2 separate regions of the Cyprinus carpio genome follow, and region 2 is linked to region 1. A link is a contact called in public Hi-C data. All regions are on one chromosome and are shown on one strand. Each heading gives the region's core, a stretch centred on a gene start, on an enhancer-like site or on the middle of the called end of the contact. The rest is flanking DNA. Distances are from core to core; before and after follow the strand shown.

Evidence for each region. Hi-C and Micro-C count contacts between places; a contact is called where the count stands out from the background.
Region 2: a Hi-C map of skeletal muscle shows a contact between it and region 1, with 3 times the contacts expected there. The contact joins the enhancer-like site here to the promoter of LOC109049766 in region 1. A contact is called at or near these places in 3 of 8 Hi-C or Micro-C datasets (liver and skeletal muscle).

The regions. Positions count from the first base shown.
Region 1 is chrA21:1,308,693-1,312,083 of ASM1834038v1, reverse strand. It overlaps LOC109049766 (transcription factor 4-like), which reads right to left and starts at 1,703. Exons shown (of 20, transcript XM_042778510.1): 1 at 1,040-1,703; 2 at 789-827; 3 at 28-100. The coding sequence starts at 1,162.
Region 2 is chrA21:1,413,273-1,416,663 of ASM1834038v1, reverse strand. The region is part of intron 8 of LOC109049766 (transcription factor 4-like); the gene reads right to left. Among protein-coding and RNA genes, the nearest start is that of LOC109049766, 100 kb to the right of the region's middle. Within about 2 kb of position 1,558, at least 1 of the 8 cell types and tissues checked has an H3K27ac peak or open chromatin away from gene starts, as enhancers often do. A contact at or near this core is called in skeletal muscle, where this site is marked.

The DNA.
Region 1 (3,391 bases), core at 454-2,953:
CACAAGGTTGGGTTGCATTCGACATACTTGAGCCAGAGAAATGTCCGCTTCCCAGAGACGTCGGTCCGTTCTTCCCGCTGCTGACAGGAGGGGAAAACATCTACAAAACAATCATGACAACACATTAAAAACTTCCATAACCCACCCTAAATCAAAGAATATAAAACACGTCCTGGTTAAAAGCATGCTAATCACAGCATAATGCATTGCTTTACATCATAAATGCATGCAGGTTAATTTGATTAATAATATAACCTACATTAAACTCAAATATTATCCGACTGCAATGTCAGAACGAAGCCAGATTTCACGTAATCAATGTCCTGAGCTCATAAAGCAGCCTGACTGTCACTTCAGCCTCTGTCTGTCTGAATGGAGTCGCTGCACACAGACAGCTGGAATATTTTTGGATCTGTGGCTTCATAAAACACATTTCCTGAGTGAAAACTTCCCAAAAGCATTTCTGACAGGATGCACATTTAGGTTTTTTTTTTTTTTTTTTTGCACTGAGTCAGATGAACCTCTAGAATCTACTCTAATCTCACGTTCCTTGTCAAAAATAATTCTGATGGAATTCCTATCATCATCTGGAAGAGATCCTAATGGGATCAAACTAGAATTCTTCAGAATTCCAGTCGGATAGAATAGGAGTGACTCCAAATGAGTAGAAATTCCATTAGAAGCATTTGTAAAGGTTCAACACAACATTTATATGAATCTATTAAAGAAAAGGGAATAAAGAAAAGGAAAAAACACAAGAAAAGACTGAATAAAGTGGGATATACTACCATTGATGTGGGGAACATTTTCAAATCGCTGTTTCGCATCTATAAGACAACAGAATTACTAATGCAACATCACATCTATCAAATCCACACAAGCTTTTTCAACTTTCTTTCAGATTTCAAATGCAATTTACGCGGCGCAAAAGTCATCTTACAAGACTTCTACTGAATCATTTGCGCGCAGAAACACAGTGACAAAACGAAACAAAGTGTGATCATTGACCTCCGGCGTGCAGAAACGCGAAGTGACTTACCGCGCTGAAATCCAGCAAATCGCTGAGTTCTTTATCCGTCCCTAACGCGGCCATTCTTTGATGATTATGGTGATGATGATGGTGATGATGCATTTTTAGAAAATCACATAAACCTAAAAACATGGAAACAGATCGCAATGAGAAAACACCCGATCAGGAGGAGCGTGTCTGAGCTTCAGAAACACACACACACGCGCGCACGCACGCGCGCACACACACACTCACTCATACACACACGGACCCACGGCACGATCGAGACCCAAAAAATCCACTCTGCATGAAAAAGAAACTGTGGATCAGAGCAACACTGTGGCACGAGGTGAAGCGGACGCGCAGGTGTCCGGTAGCACGATCGCGAGCAAAGTCTCTCCAAGTGTCCCTCCGGCGCGCGGCTTCAACAATCCGAATCAAGACGCGCGATCGCTAACTGAGGGGAATGTGGATTAAATAAACGCGCAGATCTGCCCGTAATGAGTTCCGCTCGGCTCGTGGAGTGCTTTATTGACAGGACGGTGAAGGAGCGTTCAGCGCGCGCCGGATCAGTGTGCGCGTACAGCCACCTACTGCAGGAGCGCCCTGTTTATTCACAAAAAGCCTAACTTTGACTGCCGTGAACTTATATTAAACGCTTCACAGACCGATCGAGCGCGCGAAGGTGGTTTAGTTCGAGATATACGAGTAAATATAGTAATTATTGCATATTTGTGCGCGCGTCCTAAAAGCACAGATGACAGCTGAAAGCAGATCAGAGTCAACTTTGGGTCACTTGTTTTTTTTTTTTTTTTTTTTTTAAATAAACGTATTTTAATCACTTTGACCTTTCGGGATGTTTACATTAAAAACAAACAAACAAAAAATAATTAAGGAAAAAATCAATTAAGGGAAGAAAGAAAATAAAAAAGAAGAAAAAAATGAATAAAGAAAATCCCGTTTTTAATCGCTTTTGGTCTTTCGGGATGTTTACATTAAAAATAAAAAAGAATTAAGGAAAAAAATAAAATATGAGGAAAAAATGAATAGAGAAAAAACGTTTTTAATCACTTTTGATCTTTCGGGATGTTAAAATATAGATCAATAAATTAAATAAGGTAACAAAAATTTGAAAATAAAGAGTAAAAAAAAAATTCTTATTGTGAAAAACGTTTTTAATTACTTTTGATCTTTTTTAAACAAAAAAAAAATTAAAGAGAATAAACAGGAGAAAATATCATTTAAAAAATGTGAATTAATTTGACCCTTAAATGTAAAAATTCAGCCCCTCATGCATATGCAAACTGGTAATATGCAAACTGTAAAAACTGTCTTTTAACATGATTTTAGTTGTTAGAGAATAAGGAGGCCTTGGCTGATCTTGCTTCATGCCAACAAAAAGCACTGCAGCATTTTCCCAAACACCTGTAGTGCTGCAACAGATTGTTCTGCACAAGTGGAGAGGAATGGAGGGTTTTCCCCGATGAATGTGCAAAGTCTCATTGCAGATAAATACACAGCAACTAAAACTGCAGTTTATGATGCACACAGGTTGAGTGAAGAAGAAAATAAAAGAAGCAAACCAACCCCCCCTTGCTGAAGTCCTTTAATATTTCTTTCCTTTACTCCACCAATATTAGGTGGATGACCAGAAAAATAAAAATCAGTCAGCAGGAGGCTTAGAAAACACAAAAAGCAAATCTGATCATAAATTTCACTGTGATCAGAATCAGTATTGATCTATCTGTCATCATCAGTTTAACTGATCGGTTTACTTTGATTTAAATGCATCGTTGTGCTTTCATAACAAGGGTTTAATATGGTTGCATTGGTGGATGACACACTGGGGCTTTATGAAACCCTGCAGAAGCATCTCTTTAAGAGGTCTGATGTGTCACTGGTGTCCATTATTTCACACACCTGCGCCGAAACCTTCTTATTCAATAAAAAATATGAAGATGAGGATTGAAGAGCAACAGAGAACAACTACAGCCTCCTTTAAACCTTTGCCTTGTTATGAAAGGTTCAGCCAAAAATGTGTTTTGAACCACTGATGCTGTTCAGGTGGGTCAGGAAACGAATTTGTGACACAAACATCACTTCCTGTTTGAATGCAGCGCCTCCTTGTGGTTTTGCAGATTCAGAAGTTGTAGCTAAAGTTGTAGCTTTTTAGTCCTAAAGTGACTTAATGTGCAGAAGCATTACTGTATCATCACGGCTAGATTTGGTTTCAAAAACAAAAATAGTTTGTCCATTATCAGGTCAAAAGCATTCTTCTCTATTGACATGCATTCAAAAAAAAAAAAGAAAACTATATATTTTGGCTTAATAAAAATACACTTCTATATAAAATATATAGCATAGTCTAATATTTATAGGCTC
Region 2 (3,391 bases), core at 309-2,808, 100 kb before region 1:
TAACTTTCATATGCATCAAGAGAACATATTTATAATTATATTATATTGTGATTTATATTTCTATGGGACACATATTCTATAAAAACATGTTTTTTTTTTTAATGTGATGTTAAATTATATTATAGTTAATTTATTAGGATAAATGAATATGTATTAAAGTAACAGTTTATTTTATACTGCCAACAAAATAATATAGAATTATACAACATATTTCCCAGCAAATATTGTGTCTTTAGGAGGAAAAATCATCTCTCATATTTATGTCACACTTCAACCATGCAACACAAAAAAAAAAATAGATGAAAATAGATTTCAATCATGCAACGCAAATTTGCTGAAACTTTAGTTTCACTAAACGAAACATGCAACATTTGAGATTTATTAATTTCCATATGCACCAAAAGAACATATTTACATATTTATAATTAAACTATAATTGATTTATTTATAATTTAAGAATATATAAGTTAATATCAAAATATCCTAATGTATATTAACAGTGAAATTTACATATTTACCTTTATTTTTTACATTTTAGAAAATTGCTCATAAATGACAGGCACCATATTCATCATATGCACCGAGAGAACATTTATACATTTATACATATTTATACATTTATAATTAAACTATAAACTAATTTTTTATAATTATATAAATTGATATTTATATATCTTAATTTATATAAACTGCAAAATATACAGATTTACTTTTATTTTATATATGTGTTTTTACACACTTCCATGAACACAGGAGCCTTATGAAAGTTAATGCACAAATTATGATCACAAATTAGCAATTAATTTTATATTGGCAACAAAATAATTAAACGATATATTTTCCAGCAGTAGTTCATTCCGTGCAAAAAAAAGGCACGCACATATTGAACAGAGTGGGGGGGGCATCTCTCATGTGTATGTCACCGCCGTGACCTTGTGACCTCACACACACACACACACACACACACACACACACACACACACACACACACACACACACACACACACACACACACACACACAAACACACACACACACACACCGCAGTCATTGTACTCATGTTGCTTTTGCTGTTTTTAGGAAGTTTTACTTCAGACAAACTATTATTATTAGTGTGTGACTGAACTCAACCGCCTGCTAACCAACCCTATAAACATAAAAACAGCAACATAAAAAACACCAAATCAGACAAACACAGCACAGAGATCTCAACACTGCCTCAAACTGTGCTCAGATTTGTCAAGATGAGCTCAGATGTTTCCCTCCCAATGAAACGGAACATAAGTGAGAGCCACAAAAGCATCTGAAGACAAGAAACACACACCAGCGTCTCATTTACACCGCACACGTGTTACTAAGAAAGACAAAGTGGACATAAAATAAACAAACCAATCAGGCCGAGATCGCAAACCAGACGCGAGAAAAAGCCAAACCACACACAGACACACACACACACACACACACACACACACACAGAGCCCCATATAAAGTTAATTAGAATTAAGATGAAGGCTTAGTGTGTTTCATGTGAAGGGTCTGTAATGGTGAACATATGGACTGAACGGCACTTCAGACGGCCGGATCACAGACGCATTATTAAAATAATAAAACCACCAGGATCAAAGACTGATTACTTCAACATTGCAAACTTGCGGCCGTTTTTCCCTGCTGCTATTTTAGACCGAGATTCAGCCGCCGTCCAGCACACGTGTGTGTTTAACTACAGTTTTGCACAAAATTGTCCCTAAAAAAATCTGAGAAAATATCTATCTAATCTTAAAAATATAAATAGCCATTTGTTTTAAAGTTAAAAATATTTAAAAAATAAAATGCTGATCTTTTATACAGAATAAAAGCTTGTCTCGGACACAGTGTGTTTGTGTTTAGGTACAGTTTTGCACAAAATTGTCCCTAAAAATAAGTTAAATCTGACAAAATATATATCTTATCTTAAAGATAAAAACATTCATCTATCATGAAGATAAAAATATAAAAAAAATAAAATGCTGATCTTTTATACAGTATAAAAATATATTATATTTCGGACACAGTGTGTGTATGGCTACAGTTTTCAACTAAATTGTTTCTAAAAATAATTTAAATCTGAAAAAATATCAATCTTATCTTTAAGATAAAAACATTAATCTATCATGAAGATAAAAATATTAAAAAAATAAAATGCAGATCTTTTATACAACAGTATAAAACAAATTTCGGACACATTGTGTGTGTTTGGCTACAGTCTTCCACTAAATTGTTTCTAAAAATAAGTTAAATCTGACAAAATATCTTTCTTATCTTAAAGAAAAAACAAACAAACATATATTTATCTTAAAGATATAAAATACTTTAAAAATAAAATCCTGATCTTTTATACAGTATAAAACAATGCTCTATGGTATGTCCTTATTTAGCTGAACGTGTGTGTGTGTGTGTGTGTGTGTGTGTGTGTGTGTGTGTGTAAAATCTGACCTATTTCTATGCTAGAGTGTCTTAAAACACATTTGGCTTCAAACCAGCTGGACACAAAGACAATGAGACACACGAAAGCACACAAAACACTTAAAACAGCAACCCAGACCAATCACAGCCAACACAACTGACTGTGAAACTGCGAACAGTGCTGCTTATGCATGATAAAAAGCTTGCATTTTTCTTCTTTTCTAAAAAAAGCTTCTTCTAAATGATTAAATGCAAAACCAGGAGTGTCCTGAGTTCAATCACGAGACCCGTTCGGACATGAGAGAGCATTGAATCGTTTAACGTTCCCGCGTTCAGAGGTGAAAACAACCTGCCGATCACCGAATGTTTGGCACAGAAAACGTTTGGCAGGAGATGAAAACTCCAGAAATAATAGAATCACAAAAGGTGCAACAGCATCTACGGACAGTCAGCATTCTCACAGATGAAGAGAACGGAGAAATAATAGTGTGGACACCAAAAATTTGTTTATTTTGATCTCTACGATTCACTTACTCAGCCAGGAAAGTTCAGGAAAGTTGTAGAAATTAAAAAACATGCCAAAAAAAAAAAGATATGAATTTCCTTGTCTTTCCCTAGAGAGAGAGAGACAGACGGAGAGAAAGAGTGACAGGAGATGCTCTAGAAGTGTGTGTCTCTCTGAAGGCCTCAGTCAGACCGACAGTCACTCTCTCTCTCTCTCACACACACACACACACACACACTCTCTCTCCCCGTCTCCGGGACAAACCCCAGTCATCCCGGGAATGTCGGGGGTCTCCGTACCACCCAGACCTCTTCTCGACAGATCAATAAAGCTTCACATAATCTCTGGCACACACACACACACACACACACACACACATGCACACACACACACACACACACACACACACACATGCACGCACACACACATGCATGCACATGCACAC